Regions from separate parts of the Mus musculus genome. Here region 1 is linked to region 2. Evidence: chromatin contacts called from public HiChIP or PLAC-seq data. All regions are on one chromosome and are shown on one strand. The core of a region is the stretch at or near the end of the contact, and the rest is flanking DNA. Distances in the headings are between cores, read along the strand shown. Region 1 overlaps A830082K12Rik (RIKEN cDNA A830082K12 gene). Region 2 overlaps 2210408I21Rik (RIKEN cDNA 2210408I21 gene).

Region 1 (3,722 bases), core at 272-2,771, 810 kb before region 2:
CGGTGGCCTTCAGTGCCACCAAGACCATGGCCTGTTAATGCCCTGCGGCAGCCTAGCACGAGGATCTCTAGCAGGAGACTCTGGCAGTGCTTGGCCGGGCACTCGCACTCAGCACCTGGTGATGACCCTGTGACAGAGGCAGGATGAGGACTTCCCTTGCAGAAGCAGCTCTTGGCAAAATGGAATTTGAGACTACAGTTTCCCAGGCCAGGAAGGGAAAGCTTAGTCCTCAGACCGAATAATTCGGCCCAAGGGCCTTCCTTTTGTGGGTTGAGGTTACACAGGAGAGTAAGGACCCTTGGCTGTGAGGAGAAGGAGCCTGAATTTGCCTACACCGAGATCGCAAGGATCCACCTCCCTCCACCCCACCCCACCCCGTGGACAAGGGTGCTCAGCAGCCAGGTCAGGGCCTCCCAAAGAGCATTGGGCCTTTGAGAGGCCTGGATACCCTGGCCAGAGCCGGTCTTCAGCCAGAACCCACCCCTCCCCAGCTTCAGGAGAAGGGTGCATCTGAGTAGGAGTCATCAGGCAGGCCAGGAATTTAGGCTTAGGACCTTGGGTGAATCGGGACAGAATCACTCTAGGTGAGGTTGGACAGCGACCCGCAGAAGGATGGAATCACGCCAAGAAAACACACACTTGGAATTAGGATTCTTAATTTCAGGTCTTGAAATTCTTGACCTTGAAGATTTCCTAGCCCCGCAACATATACTTCCTCCACAAGAGGATTTGGGGAAAGTCAGTTTCTTAACATTCTTTGGTCCCTGTTGTGTGTGCTTAAGGTAGACAATAGCTACAACTTAAACACCTGCGATTTCTTACAGCAACCCAATTTGAGGAGTGATTTCTCCTTCTGTGTGCAGTGCGAGTGTACCCTGGAGCATTAAGGTAATTCCTCTCGAAAGGGTGCAACAAGAGGTTTGCACAAACCAGCTAAAGTCACTGCTGCCCTTATCCTGGGCAAACAGAAAAGGAGACCCGATTATCCACCCCCTTTTCTTAAGGTGCTAGTGTGAACCTTACTCAGTCTGAGCCTAGTTAACATTCCTTTAACCCTAAAGATCCATCTGGAACTACGCAAAGGGAAATTGGGCCAAAAAAAGGGAAGCTACTGAAGAGAGGGTAGTTGAGCTGAGGTCCTAAGCCGAAACTGCTCAGGGTTTGCTTTGACCCAGCTTTGGGACCTGCCTCCAGAGCAGATAAACTCTCGAGTGTCTGGTCTCAGGGCTCTGGGAGCCCCGGACCTAGACGTGCTCAGGGCTGCTGTGTCCCAACTCTGCATTTGGGGGCGGCTTGCGCACACACGCACTCTCACACGGCGCGTGCTCCTCGAGACCTTCTAAGGCTATCCGAAGGACAGAATTCTGTGAGGTCCCGCAGAGCACCCACATTCGACCCTTACTCAGGCATCAGACCGGAGGGCGTCCCGGCCTGCGGAGGCTGGCAGACGTGAGGCAATCCAGAGCCTAGCAATGGACAGCATCTCCGGGTCTCTAGCTTCCTCACTGCCAATCAGACCTTCCACACTTGACAACCTTAGCTCACTAGGCTGCCCTTCCCTCCCAGCAGCTACTGGAAAACACTGGGCCGGACTGGCCTGAGCGCCGGCTGGCTCCCGAGAGCCAGGGCACTTAGGCGCTTCCCCAGGTAGGACCAGCTCAGCGCACTTTCCCAGCCTGACCCGCTCTTCCTCCTCCCACACACTCCCTACCGAGCGAGGACCCGCGGGTGTTTGGGGTGGTTGTTGTTCTTTTAAAAGTATATTAAAGGATCATTGGCGTCTCCCTGTCAAGTCATTACGCCTTTATCCCCATCAATTAAGCACACCTCAGAGGACTGCTATTAAGAGCTAAATTGAGCTGCAAAAGTAGGTATCCCGTTTCAGGCAGATGTTGTTATCTCCCGCTGAGGCACGGCCAGCCGGGCTCTACCTCCGCTTCCCTCTACCGCCCTAGTCAAGCTGAACGCGGCTTCCCGCGCGCAGCGAGGAGGCAGAACCGGAGGTCGCAGCCAAAACAACGCGCCGGTGCTAGGAATGGACTCTAGCCCATCTCAAGCTCTGTGCAAGTCAAGAAGTGTCTACAGAGTTGAGTAGAGGACGACGCCAAAAGCTAGCTGAACGGGTTTCTTTTTTCTTCTTTTATCTTTTTTCTCAGAGAGGTGGGGAATATCTGTTAATAGCTGGCTCCCAGCTGGGGATGCAGGAGGAGGAGATTGCGATAGAGAAAGCAAAGGAGTCAGTGTGCCTGGAAGTCCGCTACTGGGTACTCCGCTTCCTCCTCCAGCCTCCCCAACCTGCTTCCTGGGTAGCAGGTCCCCTGAATTGTAGATCAAAGCGCGGTGCAGTGGGGATGGGGGATTTGAAGCTACAGAATCCGGAACAGAAGGGTGCGTTTAAGACAAAGGAAAAAGACTTGGGACTCCTGTGGCCTTCCACCCAGATGTGTCTTTCCATCCTTTCTCAGTCCAGACACTTTAAGGCACCACTGTCGCCCGCAGCTGGGAGACCTTGGAGCGCTAAGGAAAGAAACAAAGGGACATGGCCCTTACTGCAGTTACAAGGTTTCTTTCGTGACACTATCCACAATAAATTAAGCCAAGGCTAAAGGAGATTAATTTCCCAACATAATCCAATTAAAAGATTTCTAAACTAATCTTTTACGGAGAAAAAAAAAACTTAAAAGATGTACGGTTAAGGGGGTGGGGAGTCTGGTGGTGATGATAGTGATTTATCTCCTTCACACTGAACGCAAGCAGAGGACGTTTGCTCTTCATATGCAGTTTGACCAGAGCACCGGTTGGCGTTGGTGTCTCCAGTCCAACCTGAGCCTTCCAGAATCATCTGCCACACTAACCTAGGCCCCATCACAGAGTGAAAGGACTAGGGTTACTTACAAACACTGTAGACTTTTTAAAGTGCTATTAGATTTATGGTCTCTTTGTCGACGCCCATCCAGAGTAATTAGCACATATGTTCTAAATAGATGATAGTTTTGTGAGCAATAAAGCAATTACCCATCGTTGGAGCTGACAGTTCCTCCGACTAAACTCCAACCAGCAGCTAATTGGAAAAGTCATTTCAGCTACATTGTCTGCAATTAGTCCTGCTAAACTACTACACCCCAACTTGCTGGTTTGAGGTTAATTTATTCAATGTTGAATTTGCGTGGACAAGTCTTTGCCACAAACGGACTTGCCGTTTGCTCCCTCTGGACTGCACCCAGGAACTAAAGGAGCAGGTGGGAGGGGCGTAAACAGGTGATATTTGGGGGCCAGGATGTGAGGGAGGGTGCCTTATCCAGTCGAAACTTCAAGGTCAGTGTCCATCAAGCTGAATATCTACAGAGAAAAATTGTTGCTTCTTCTCCAGAGCAGTAAGTAATAAGAGAAAAGCGTCAGTCTGGGCTACCAAAACCTTCCATTTATTTTTTTTAAATCAAAATGAAGAGGAAGCAAGTGGGTTCTGAATTTCACAGCCACCCAGGACCTCCCCTACTGTCCCTAAGAAGTAAATGTAAATCAAATAGCACCCACCCAAGAAGAGCCCTGAGTCCTCATCTGAGAGAATCGGCTTCTAATTCCCAAAGTGACTCCAGGAAAGAAAAGGCCAGAAAGGTCAGGATGCCTGGCTACTGACCCCGACCACTCTTAGCATAAAGCTACTTCCCCCTTGAAAATGGGATTTCTTCATAAGTTTAACTTTCTTTTCTTTGTCATTTTCC
Region 2 (3,495 bases), core at 40-2,539:
GTTTCGCCTTAATTTATACATACCAATCAATACATACAGATACTAGCAGAGACTCCACATTTTAAAAAATGCACAAATACTTATTACATTTTATATATTTCTAGCTAAATAAAATTTAAAGACAAAATCAGATTTTGTATTCGTCTCAAAGTAAACATAATACTTGATTACTGTACACTTGGACAAAATTGTGTGTTAGGATGCATTAGGATCCTTTGTTACTTGAGACATCACTCTTGAAGTGTTGATTATCTTTAAATACTATGACTTATGAGGTGGTACATAGTAATAGAAAGGGTATGTATAAAATATCATGTAAATAAGAACTATCAAGAGAACAAATTAAATTACAGCCTGAGCTAACAGTGATAGCTCCATTTTAAGTTAGAGAGGAGAAGAAGCTACTAGGAAGAAACTGACTTCTCTTCCCAGCCCTTTGAGAAAAACCTGTACTGGCAAAATGCCAGCTAGATTCACGGAGCATGTTGAAGATCGAGAATATTTTTTTAAAAGTATCAGATGCCATACTTTTACGGAAGGAATGCTAGTGAGATGTCTTGTCATGTAATTTTATACAAATGCATTAAGTATCATAAAAAGTGGATACAGTGATCTTTTGTGTTATTGATTTTTAATCAATACTTTCTCAGACATGACAGGCTGCCCAGATTTTTAAGTCCGAGAGTATTTTCTGTTTTTAACCTTGGCTCTGTTCTTATGAAACAATGTTTTGGCAAAGTCGGCAATTCCTTAAATGAAGATTATTTTCCCCCTGCCCCTTCTAGGTATCAGGAGACCATTTTTAATTCACTCACCAGGGAAACTCTCAGCGGGACTGGTGTATCGGTAACATAGGAGCCAATATTCTAGCTATCAGTTTTCATCCAGCCTAGCTGGACCTTTACATTACGGCTGCCCCACATTTATTGTTCTTTCACTGCATCTGTCAGCATTTCCTGACAGCACATTACAGAGCACATGGCTACAAAGTCAGTATCAATCAGTCCAAGATCATGCAGATATAAGTAGCCGACTATTGATAATGGGTCTTAAATCAGATCATCACGGCTTAAGCATAAGATTCTTAAAAGACAAGGATCCTAGGGGAACTTCTAGTTGCCTGCACCTGTTAGAAACCCCAGAAAATGGCTTTCCTACTACGTAGCACCTACAATTGCAAAAGAAGAAAAACGTGAATGTGATGAGCACAGACAGACACCCAGTGTAACACACTGCACTCTGTAAAATGAAGCATGGGAGCAAAGGTAGCAAGCAACACAGCTTAGCCGTATCCAAAAAACATAACATCCAAAATCTCCCTTCTCACTAATGAAGCAGCCTCCCGGGGACTGTGTACACCTCACGTGGATAACAGTGGTTGTGTTGTGTTTTGGCGATGTCTACTTCGAAAGCATTTCAACTAGATATGGCCTTTTAACAAGAAAAGTGAGAGAAATCAGAGTTTAGAGGGGTGCTATACCAAACTCCAGGCACGATGTTAAAAAAACAAAGGCATCTAATTTCTGTCCGACATTAATAATAAAACAAAACAGGAGATGCGTGCAAATTTAGTAACATAAAATTTAAGGTAATAAACAGAGTTGGGGCTGGCTTCTTGTTTAGTATTCCTTAGTTATCACCATAATTGCTGCATGTCTATCATTACTAGCAAAAGAAAAAAGTGTCTTTCTCAGCTGCTCCATGCTTGTTTTGTTCGCTGTATTCTTGTAAAGTGGGAGAAAATAAGTGTCATTTAATGAATAGTGCTATTCTTTGTCTGACAGCTTCATATCTGTTAGGTGTAGGAGGCCCTACTACTTTCTTTCTCTGATAATGTTTTTGACAGTGTGCTAAATTCCTCCCCCAAAAGGCCGGCGTGTATATTCTGCTAAAAGGGGCTTCATCTCTCCTGAATGGGTGCCCTCTTTTAACCCCCTTCAGCTTCTGTTCTTACATTAATTGAGCTGATCAGATTGAGCATATGAATTTGTCTTTGATGTATTCGTATGTTTAGTTGACGTTGCTCTCTCTCTCATTGGCAGCGGACAGAGCTCTCAGACAAATAGGACTGTTACCATGGTAACAGGCAATAGCTAGGGATCTCTTGAAAAATATTTTTATTTCAAAATTCAAACTGGAAAATTCTCACTGGATATGGTTCTCAGTTCTAAACGTGTCATATCTAATGATGAATGCAATTAGGAATCCCACCAGTGTTTTAAATAATAAATTAGCCTAATTTTCTAGGCCTGGCATGATGACATACAAATACTAAAAAGGCGTCTTCTTTTTAAATCTATAACAAAGGACTTATTAATGACTTTTGTTCTTAGGATTTCAAATTAAAATGGATGGTAGGCTAATGATAGTGGCTTTGTATCTGCTAAAACCAAAGGCCTAGAGGTAAACTTTATTATTTTTTTTAAAGAAAATACTTCAAGCTGCTGTGATTTGTGGTTATTTCATTTTTTAAAAAGCAGGTGTAGAAACCCTTCTATAAATGTGTAATGCTACAGCAGTTGGTAAATCTCTGTGGATAAAAATGCCCATAGCCATATTTAATTACTGAGCTCGTGTGAGAGGGATGGCTGGTGAACATAACTGTTTTATTCCACTACTATCTCAGAGCTCTGTGGCGTTCAAGCCTTGACTAAGCCACTGCAATACAAGGGAAATATAAATATTTCAATGTGAGATAGAAATTATAATTTTAAACTTAATTTATTCATGACTATATAATTCCAGTTGTATTAATTACTGTTTCTTCGGGTCACACCATGTCTGGCTTAGAGGACAATGGATGATTCTATACCATAGGACACTTTCAAAGACCTGACAGAATGTATCAACACATTTTAAAGGTCATTAAATACATGCCACATTGTTTTATTCCGTGAACTCTATTGTTAGTACTGTGTACCTCTTTAGTATCTGTGACTCTATGCTGTATGTCAAAGTATACTTAGCTTTCTGATAGTCACTGGCAGATGCACTATTTTTTAAAAATCTAGTGATAAAAGATAGCAAAGAGATGGATATTTTGTGTTTCTCTAAAGAAAATAGTTCTTAATTTCTTTGATGTCATCATACACATGAATGAGGTTAACGTGAAAACAAACACCTACTTCCTTCTATAGAACATGTTCTCTGCCCATTCTGAATATGACTTTTACATTGCACACTCTAAGAAGTTTGTGTTGACATAGTAAAATATTATAAAATAGTAAAGCTACATAGTATGTATTCACAAGCAGCTATGAATTTCTAATCTTCTACTTTTATATAACAACTGTTGATCTAGTCTATACATAAATATTTTGTATTTTATTTCAGGTTTTGCTACTAAACCACTTGAATTTTATTTTTACTAGAAATGAGTACAATGTTTTCTAACACACACACAAACACCCCCCCCCCACACACACACACATGCAGGCACAAATACACACTAATAAGAACACTCTAAACAAATACCTGAACAATGCAAGGGACTGT

Evidence for each region. HiChIP or PLAC-seq counts read pairs in DNA pulled down with a chosen protein or histone mark.
Region 1: a contact with region 2 is called in an H3K4me3 HiChIP or PLAC-seq map of embryonic forebrain, with 7 times the contacts expected there. The contact joins two enhancer-like sites. A contact is called at or near these places in 2 of 39 promoter capture datasets (HPC-7-derived erythroid cells and trophoblast stem cells) and 6 of 115 datasets of contacts at active chromatin or transcription factors (astrocytes, embryonic basal ganglia, embryonic forebrain and 3 more).

What each region holds. Positions count from the first base shown.
Region 1 is chr13:78,208,385-78,212,106 of GRCm38.p6, reverse strand. All of the region lies in intron 1 of A830082K12Rik (RIKEN cDNA A830082K12 gene), which reads right to left. Among named protein-coding and RNA genes, the nearest start is that of Nr2f1, 11 kb to the right of the region's middle. Within about 2 kb of position 1,521, at least 71 of the 459 cell types and tissues checked have an H3K27ac peak or open chromatin away from gene starts, as enhancers often do. A contact at or near this core is called in embryonic forebrain, where this site is marked.
Region 2 is chr13:77,395,640-77,399,134 of GRCm38.p6, reverse strand. The region is part of intron 19 of 2210408I21Rik (RIKEN cDNA 2210408I21 gene); the gene reads right to left. Among named protein-coding and RNA genes, the nearest start is that of 2210408I21Rik, 260 kb to the right of the region's middle. Within about 2 kb of position 1,289, at least 31 of the 459 cell types and tissues checked have an H3K27ac peak or open chromatin away from gene starts, as enhancers often do. A contact at or near this core is called in embryonic forebrain, where this site is marked.